Regions from separate parts of the Mus musculus genome. Here region 2 is linked to region 1. A link is a contact called in public Hi-C data. All regions are on one chromosome and are shown on one strand. Each heading gives the region's core, a stretch centred on a gene start, on an enhancer-like site or on the middle of the called end of the contact. The rest is flanking DNA. Distances are from core to core; before and after follow the strand shown. Region 1 has its middle 33 kb from the start of Gm51779. Region 2 has its middle 20 kb from the start of Washc3.

What was found. A called contact is a pair of places that touch in the nucleus more often than the background predicts.
Region 2: a Hi-C map of uterus shows a contact between it and region 1, with 6 times the contacts expected there. The contact joins two enhancer-like sites. A contact is called at or near these places in 2 of 39 promoter capture datasets (both in embryonic stem cells), 13 of 484 Hi-C or Micro-C datasets (2-cell embryo, embryonic stem cells, frontal cortex and 3 more), 1 of 115 datasets of contacts at active chromatin or transcription factors (embryonic stem cells) and 3 of 9 other capture datasets (adipose tissue, liver and pancreatic islet).

Annotation. Positions count from the first base shown.
Region 1 is chr10:88,301,075-88,305,900 of GRCm38.p6, forward strand. It overlaps a transcript of Washc3 not described here. Among named protein-coding and RNA genes, the nearest start is that of Gm51779, 33 kb to the right of the region's middle. Within about 2 kb of position 2,252, at least 39 of the 459 cell types and tissues checked have an H3K27ac peak or open chromatin away from gene starts, as enhancers often do. A contact at or near this core is called in uterus, where this site is marked.
Region 2 is chr10:88,179,174-88,183,866 of GRCm38.p6, forward strand. No RefSeq gene overlaps it. Among named protein-coding and RNA genes, the nearest start is that of Washc3, 20 kb to the right of the region's middle. Within about 2 kb of position 1,263, at least 1 of the 459 cell types and tissues checked has an H3K27ac peak or open chromatin away from gene starts, as enhancers often do. A contact at or near this core is called in uterus, where this site is marked.

The DNA.
Region 1 (4,826 bases), core at 1,002-3,501:
TTCTCCAAAGTCTGATACTTTTTTTAAACTGCTCCAGTAATAGCGATAGTTATAATAGTAATATCCTTTAAAAAATTGAGCTGGAGATATAACTTAGTGCCAGAGCATGTGCTCAGCATGCACAAGGGCTGTACTGGTTGGTCTTTTTGTCAACTTGACATAGGCTAGAAGCATCTGAGGAGAGGGGGGATCTCGGTTAAGAAAGTTCCTCCATCCGATTGGCCAGTGGACAAGCCTTTGGGGCACATCTTTGATGGATGACTGAAATGAATCACTGTGAGAGGTGCTACCTCTGGGCAGGTGTGTCCTAGGTTATATAAGAGTACAGGCTAGACCAGGTGGTGACTCACGAGCCCTCCTAGTACTCCGGAGGCAGAGACAGGTGGATCTCTATGAGTTTGAGACCAGCCCGCTCTACAGAGCTAGTTTCATGACATTCAGGCTATGCAGAGAAACCCTGTCTTGAAACAGACAAACAAACAAACAAAAGATGCAGGCTAAGCAAGTCCTGGGGTGTGGGGGGGAGATATGGCTTCTGCTACAGTTCCTGCCTCCAGGCCCCTTCCTGGGTTTTCTACGCCGAGTTCCCTAGTGTCAGGACACATAAGCTGAAATATACCTTTCCTACCCAAATTGGTTTTGACCAGGCCTTTACACAGCCATAGAAAGCAAACCAGGACAGGGCCATAGGTTTATTCCCTTGTTACCAGTAAATAAATGCAATTTTTTATGTAGCATTTAGTAACTTTACCTGATTAGTTAAGCATTATTATTGTTGCTGCTTTGAAGCCGAGTCCTATTATACAGTTCAGGCTGGCTGGGAACATGCTATGTAGCCCAGAACATGAACTCATAATCCTTCTGCCTCTCAAGCATTAGGCTTACAGGCACATACCACCATGCCTGGAGAGTTAGGTATTATTACTTTTATTTCATGGAGGAGAAAATTGATACTCAGGGAAGTCAAGCCAAGGATTACACAGTTGCTAGGAGACATTGTTGATATTTAAACACAGATCTTTGGCTTCCAAGTCCCCTACATTTGCCACAAGCTTTCATTTGTTCTTCCATGCAAACCACTGCACCATTGGCTGTATCTCCTTACGTCCTGTCATCCGTGTGCGCATTTGTTCTAAAGGACTAGATTTTTCTATTAGGAAAGAGACATAGAAAATGTGCAAGTCTCTACGTAAGAAATGGTGTTTTCTCATTCCTGGCAAAGCCCTGGCAGGATGAGGCCCTTCGTGTGTTTACATAAAATGTTAGTCCTAGAAAATGCTTTAGAAAGCAGACCCAGCTGAGGCTTGGCTGGAGTGTGAGAGGGGAAGAGGAGCCTTTCTCCATCTTGATTGCTGTCTGTCTAGGTCCCCAGGCTTGATTGGGACTGGTATCCAGGCTAAGCCTGAAAGGGGCTCAAACAAGCCTAGCATCTGGGGTGGGGCCCAGCTTGAAGACAGCGCATGTGTTTTGAATTGGCAATTCTTTTAACAGAAGCAATTTGGAACCCAGTCAGGGAAGCTGCTGCTGGGACTGTTACAGCCATTTTCCGTGTCCCCTGAGGGCAGTGCCTCTGAAGGGACTGCAGTTAGATCCTAGGGAGAACTTGACATTCACAAGTGACTTTGAGAACTTTGCTATTAGTGAAGGCTCTGAAGAAAGACGAGGGCATCGCGCACAAGTGTGTGCTGTGTTACCTGCGGTTGGAACCAGAAAGTGAAAATAGGACCCCTTGATATAATAATAGTTCCCAGCAATGACTCCATCATTTGACAACCTAGTCCAAATCTGAGCTTACGGGTTCAGTAACTGGGGCCAAGTTTCTACTCCACTGTGGTTCTCGGTTTCCTCACCCAGAGCGGAGCGACTGAGGTTGAAGTAAAATATACCCCACTTTATGGAAGGTGTTCGGCGGATACTCATTTCATCTTTTTCTTATGAAGCTTTTCCTAGTCTGTGACTCTATGATTCAGCACTTCCTGGAATTCTAAGGCACCAGTAACTTTCCAAGAGTGTAAACTGTCTCCTCTGTCACGTCCAAGTTCTTCCCAGCATCCCTGCGAGAGGAGCGGGGTAGTGACTGGTCAGAGATCCTCAACTGAGCTCGGTGTTCCGCGTCGGCTTCCTCTTCTGCTCCCATTCGGACAAAGATGAAATTGTCCAAACAAGTTGTTTCACAGGGTAGTGGAGCCCTGGTGGGTGTGATGTGATGCTTCACACCCCTCGCTGCTGGTGAAGATTAACATCTGGAATCTCTGGAACACCCAGGACTAGGTCGATTGTAGTACTGGGAGGTTGCACCCTGTTTAAGAACAGGAGTCAGAACCTCGAGCACTGGAAGGGCTGGTACTGAGCAGCCTCACTTGAGAGCCTTGGTCACTTTCTATATACAAAGAAATGATGCTGTTAACTGAATGTTGAAAATCCTCTAAACTCAAAAGTTCTCTGAACCAGCCATGTACAGACTATCTCTGTGGGAACATAGCCTCTGCCTCTGCCTGTGGGCTACCGTCCAATTCCCATTTATACTTTCTTCTGAGGGCAAGCTTTTAAAAGGCTTTTGTGAAGGAGTCTTCCTAAATGGAACCCTTACATTCAGGGAGTATTGGTTGGGAAGACAGGACATACACAGAAAGAAACCAATAGCCTGCTAAGTATTTCCGAAGGACTTGAATGTTAACTCAGTGGTAGAGACTTTGCCTGTATACACAAGACCCTGAGTTAAGTCCCTAGCACCCAAAAGGGGGAAAGTCACTCCATGAGTTAATTGTGTTTAAGTTGGGCTGCCTTCATTAATATGTGCCACATGACAAAGATGATAAAAAGATATGTATGTCCATTTTGCACCAAAGCCCCTTATAGCCTGCCAGATCATTAAAAGCAGCAAAGTTATAGAACATTAAGGGTTTTTTTTAATTTAAACAAATGTATATTCTAAAGACATCTGTCTCTCCCCTGTATGGATAGCAATATGTAGCCCAGGCTAGACTTGAATTCCCCATCTTCCTGCCTTAGCCTTCTGACTGCCAGGTTTAGAGTCGTGCATACCACACCCTGCGCCCTCCTTTTTAATTTATAATAAAAGAATTTATAAAGAAAAAAATAAGGCCTTCCATGGTCAACCACAGCTGGCTCAAAGTGAGCACAAGCCACTGATATGTAGATGAAAAGTCTTGCTTTATGGGATTCCACCCCCCACCTGATCTCTGAGGATAAGGGCAAAAGATTTCTTTTCTGAATTCTGTCCCTTTCTTCCACCACCACCACCACCACCACCACCCATCCAGAAGAAACAGAAATCCAAAAGGGATAGGAGCAAGTTCTCAGTAGCTTTCCATTCAGTTGAGAAAGGATCTGCTCAAGTGCCCCTGGTTGCCACAGCTCCAGCCTGGCCCTTCCTTGCCAAGTCTGGAGTGTGGCAGTCATTATGACAGTCCACTAGCGCCCCCTGTGGTCCATTTCAGGAAACTAGCCATGACCTGTAAATTTGCCGAACCTTTAAACCTTTCTAACAAATCTCAGGATTTCATAATCATAGTTGCAGCTTTGATCCCTGAGGAACAACTGGAAGCCACGTCCCGTGGTTATCTCCTGAGCATACAGGATACTGGAAAGTGCCTCTTCAAAAGCACCCAGCCACATAAAAAAGACAAAGTGTGGAATTAGTTATGAGCATTATTATGTAAGGCAAAGGGGTTGGGAAATGCTGGGTTAAGTAGGATTCAATAAATATTAAATATGAAGGTTCTTTTCTGCTCTTCTTCAGAGCGTCTGACGTGTAGTTTATATCTCTCAAGGGGAAATGATATTTCTCCCATTGCCAGAAGGAAGTGTAAAGAAATTGTCACTCCGGTTTGTAAATGAAGTCCCAGGAAGGTGACAGAGTTCCCTTGGAGGTGGGGGTCATCACTAACACACACACACACACACACACACACACACACACACAGAGGGGGTGAGGAAAAAAGAGGGAGAAGGAGAGGAAGGAGAGGAGGGAGAGAGGGAGAAGAGTGTTCATGCTGCTATAGAACATGGTTGTTTGTAGAACAGAAAATGGCGTTACTTTCAACCAGCTGTGTTGGGGAATCAAGTAGACCCTTTTCATGTTCAGTTTGGTCCACCTCTTCAGGGAGAATTGTTCCCAGTTCTCTGTTCTGAAAACCAAAAAACCTCTTTTGTTGTATGCAATTCTCTGTTCAATAAATACTTATTAAACATCAACTGGATACACAAGCAAAATAACACATGGTCCAAGAAGAGCAAAGATTGGATGGATGAGATCTCTGCTCTGTGCTGGCTGTGTTCGTGGACAAGCTGTTTATCCCCCTTAAGAGGCCAATGGGACTGATGATAGCAGCTCCTTTGATAAAATATGTTGAGGATTTAATCCCACAGTGCTCAAACTGTGGGTCTCAACCCTCTCTTTTTTTATTAGATATTTTCTTCATTTACATTTCAAATGCTATCCTGAAAGTCCCCTGTACCCTCCCCCAGCCCTGTTACCCTACCCACCCACTATTGCTTCCTGGTCCTGGCGTTCCCCTGTACTGGGGCATATGATCTTCGAAAGACCAAGGGCCTCTCCTCCCATTGATGGCCGACTAGGCCATCCTCTGCTACATATGCAACTAGAGACACAGTTCTGGTGGGTACTGGTTACTTCATATTGTTGACCCAAAGATTTATTTATTGTATATGTATGAGTACACTGTAGTTGTCTTCAGACATATCAAATCCCATTACACAGGGTTGTGAGCCACCATGTGGTTGTTGGGAATTGAACTCAGGACCTCTGGGAGAGTAGTTGGGGCTCTTAACCACTGACCCAT
Region 2 (4,693 bases), core at 13-2,512, 120 kb before region 1:
GCACCAGGCAAATCATAGTCACCTTCTGTGAAACAGCCACTTATCCCACACCAGAGATCCAAACTAAACATACTCACATACCATAACTGGATTTTTAATGAACCAAAATTCTCACTATACTGTTGTCCTTTGCTGTGTAACAAATGTGTGTACATAGCACCCAGATATTTTTAATCATCTTGTATCAACTTAACAGCTGTATATTCCAGCCTCTACACCTTGAATGTATATATACTTTTCCTAATTGTCGTAGATAAAAACACTTGAGAGGCCAGAGAGTAATCAAATATTTGAAAATTGTCATCTTTAAGTTTATGAAGTGATGTAAACTCAAAGTTAGTTGTACTTAGGGATTGAGTTTGGGGACATGAGTATGCTGAAGTTGGGGTCCAGGATGGACTGCTTGCCGAGAACAAATCCAGAACGTACCATTTGTCTGTTGAAATTATTTACTGTAGCTGCCATCTGTTTATTTAAGGTAACCATCTTGGAAAGAGATAACTTATAGATGTTTAAATACAGTTTTGCCAAGAAAAGGGACAGGAAGTATTAACCCAAAAGGGAAGAAAATGCTGTTTCCAGTGGTAAATTATAATATTACTTTATAATAAAACATTTTCAAGAATTGAGAGGGATTTCTTTACCTTCAGTTGAAAGAACAGAGTTTGCTGTTTCCCTTAATTACATACAGGTTACAGGACACTGCCCAACTTCTCACCTATTACACTCTATTGTATTCTGTGATGTTGTATCCTGGAATTCTTTCCTTACTAAGCCTGTTCTTTGAACTATGTTTCCGTTAGACTAAAGCACAAACCTTAACCTAGGAGGAGTGCTATTAGCTCAAGGGCAGCCTATGTCAGACCTTGTCCATTAGTGAGTTAGTGAATAAGAGACAGGCAGACAGACGGACAGACAGACAAAAACTGGAGAAGATGCCCATGGGAACCTGTTGTTAATCATCACTCTGGTTCTTGGTAAATAACTTGGATTCTGATATTGTTTCCTGGGTTTAGCTTCCCCGTGTGTTTTTATAAACGTCTCGGAGGGTTTTCCTTCTGTTGAAGTGTCCCTCAGGATGGCCTCACATACAGACATCATGGAAAGAAAAAAAGCTGTGCTGGCATGTCAAACCTTGCATTGTTTGACACTGTTGAACAAAGTCAGGATCTCACAAATCCGCAGGATGTCGGAACTAATCCTGGTCTTTCCAGATGATGGAGTCATTAGTCTCCTTTTTATGATCTGGCTGTTGGGAAATTTCAGTGCTTCTCATGCCAAAACACAGAACCACACACTCGTGTTTGTTTCTTACTTTAATTGTGACTACATACTGACACTGACCTAGATACGTTCCTGTAGCTGTTTTAAGTCTCATGTCAGTAGAAAAAAAAAATGAAATTTTTTTTGTATGTGTGACTTGGTTATTGTTGTTGCTTCTAATTTGTCCAGAGTCAGACAATCCCAGAAATGCAGGAGAGTTTAAGAAAAAAACAAAACAAACAAACAAAAAAAAAAAAACCACACACACACACACACACACACACACACACTATTATGCCCCAAAAGGAAAGAAATGTCTATTCCAGACTGTTTCCAAAATTTTCTATAGTTTAGACATTAACTCGGTTTGACTCAACTAGTAGCATCTTTACTCTTAGCAGAAGTATGTTTGCAAGGTGGAAATGGCGTTTCTATTGCTTGGTTTCCCTTGGTTCAGTTGAGTCCTTAGAACTAGTGTTCTGCTCCAGTGTGTCTTCACTGCCTGTGTGCTCAGTAACCGGACAGCGGTGAGCAGTTTCTTTAATAGTACACTTTGCTGATTGAAAAACATCTACATCTTTAAATGTAACTGCACATTTAAAGAAAGATAACCCTGGGCTGGAGAGATGGCTCAGGGGTTAAGAATACTGACTGCTTTCCCAAAGGTCCTGAGTTCAAATCCCAGCAACCACTTGGTGGCTCACAACCATCCATAATGAGATCTGACAGCCTCTTCTGGTGTGTCGGAAGACAGTTACAGTGTACTTAGATATAATAAATAAATCTTTAAAAAAAAAAAAAAAGAAAGGAAGGAAGGAAGAGAAAGAGAGAGAGAAAGAAGAAAGAAAGAAAGAAAGAAAGAAAGAAAGAAAGAAAGAAAGAAAGAAAGAAAGAAAGAAAGAAAGAAAGAAAGAAAGAAAAAACAATTACCCTAAGCCACAGGTCTGGTTTTGTTACTTTACAGTGGTTATTTTTCTTAATTTTCATCATGTACACCTTCCCTATTCTCCCTCCAAATCCTCTCATGTGCCCACTCCCCCCACCCCACCCCTGCTCTCTTTCAAATTTACGGACTCCTTTTTTACTCTTAAATACCTAAGTGCAACCTGCTCAGTCTCTGAAATGTTACCTGTAGGTCTATTGTCAGAGCTGACCTTCTAGTATTAGATAACCAATTAGTGTGCTCTTCCCTGGGGAAGACTATTTCTCCTACTCTTAAGCAAGCATTCAGTGGTTGCTGGTAGTTCTTTATGTAGGGTTGAGGCCTCCTGACCTTGACCCACTTTGACGTGCCTCTTGCCCTTGTTTAGGCAAGTTCATGTTCAAGCAGTCATGTTGCTTGAGACATTATTGGTGTAGCTTCTGACATTACCAGAGACACGAGCCTCACAGAAAACTCTCTGGGAATCCTCTGGTTCTTAAAATCTTTCCACCTGCTCCTCTGTGATGTTCCCCTGAACCATGAGAGTCGCATTGTAAATGTATACGTTGGAACTAGACTCCACAACTATACATTTTGGTTGGTTGTGAATTTTTTGTACTATTTTCCTCCTACTATTTTTTTTGTACTAAATTTCCCTGATGAGGGATGAGAAAGACACTTATCTGTAGGCAGAACAAATATTTTAAAACATAGGGATTATTATAAAAGTTTAGTAAACTTTTATTTTTGAGTTTTCCTCCAAAGTCCATGACTCCAGTAGCCCTGGATAATTTGCCTAGGTTTCTAGTAGTCATCACTATCTCCCTCTTGTTAAGCAGGTCTTAAGTCCATTAGAGATCTGTTGGTTACCACCAAGATATGTATGCCACTACTGTACCCTATGCCAGTTACCATACCCATTCTAGCCATGGTAGTTCATAGGCATTATAACTAGGTAAGACTGTTGGTTGCTTCTCTCCCTCCTAGCCCTGTCAGATCCTCTGGGCGGGTGTCCAAAGTCCATGTTGTTTTTAGCAATAGAGACTTACCTTCTACTTCTGGTAGGCAATGAAGGCAATACTGTATAAGGGCAAAAGCCTATAATGTTTTCATAATCTCTAGACAACTCTGACCAACAACTCAAAGGAGGGGGCTCCTCATGCTTAGGATTTGTTAAAGACCCAGACTTCTTCAATTATCATGACTTTACAAAGAACATTTATAACCTAAGCACAGTAATGCAATAGAATCATTAGGCTATCATTTTGATGATCTCATTTTTATAAGAGAAAAGAATCATGTTTTATGATGTATTTACATGAGTGGTTTCTGTTGCATGCTTGGACATGGCCTTCATGGGAAAGCAGAGAATTAAACTACTTCATGACCTTTTCAGCTGGTCTGTAACTCCCCTGGGAACACGGTTGCCCCTCTGAGTAGGAACTGGTGACATTTCTGTCTCTGGATCAACTTACTTCCATGTTTGCCGTAATTTTTGACAGAAGATCCTGGAACTGCAACACTTATAAAAGCGTATAAACTCCATGTGAACAATGAGTAGAGAGCAAAGTAAGGCCACCAGGTTTCTTAGCCTTTACAATCTGAATAACTCAGTAGATGTATTGTTTATGAAACAAGCATGTCTGCCATCTGCATTTAGGATGCTTTATTGAGTCTCCCTTTCTGTAATAAAAGACAAAAGCTGCTGACTGCTCTCTTATGATAGTGCTTAGCTACAAAACTTTGATCTTTCTTATAAACACAGCTGCCATCCTATCACTGAGCAAACTCCAGACAAGATGAGACTCTGGCCAAAGTGAAGGTTAATCTCTACAGCCATCTCAAGTAAGAGCTTTCTAATGCTGTTTTAGGAAATCTCGGCTTTTGAGACAGTACACAAAGAAAATAGGGTCCCAGACAACCTCTAAAGTAAGCCAGAGTTAACTAATGATGACTTTACCACGCTGATAAGGGAGTAGAAAGTGCTTCGTTTCGGTTCATTTCTGCTTAGACCGTAATCTTGAGAAATTACTTTTCTTAGTTCACATCAAGTTTAAATCAGACCAAAATAAGTTACTTTTTAATAAACTTCATGGCAATATTTCTTTTGTCTGTCTTCCACTAACCCTAGTGAAAATGAACTAAAATACAACGAAGCAGATGTATTTTAACAAAGAAAATCATATTTTTCAATAATATCTAGACTCAGGAGTTTTATGTACAATTTTCTTGTGTACAAATTTCTTGTGGGTTCTTCTCCTTAGACTTGTGCACTGGTACCTCAAGCTGTGTGATAAATGCTCAATCATGCATCCTGTCCAGGTTGCCTGGTCTTAGAGAACATGTGTGGACATATCCCTCAGCTGTAGTGTGTGGAGCTCTGCACTATTTATCTCGTAAGACTCCCCCGTACTTGATTTTCAACAAATCATGTGTACATCTGCTTCAGTGGTCTTACTGCTTCCTGGATTGGCCTGACAGATACATTTCACTCATGTCTGACAAGCT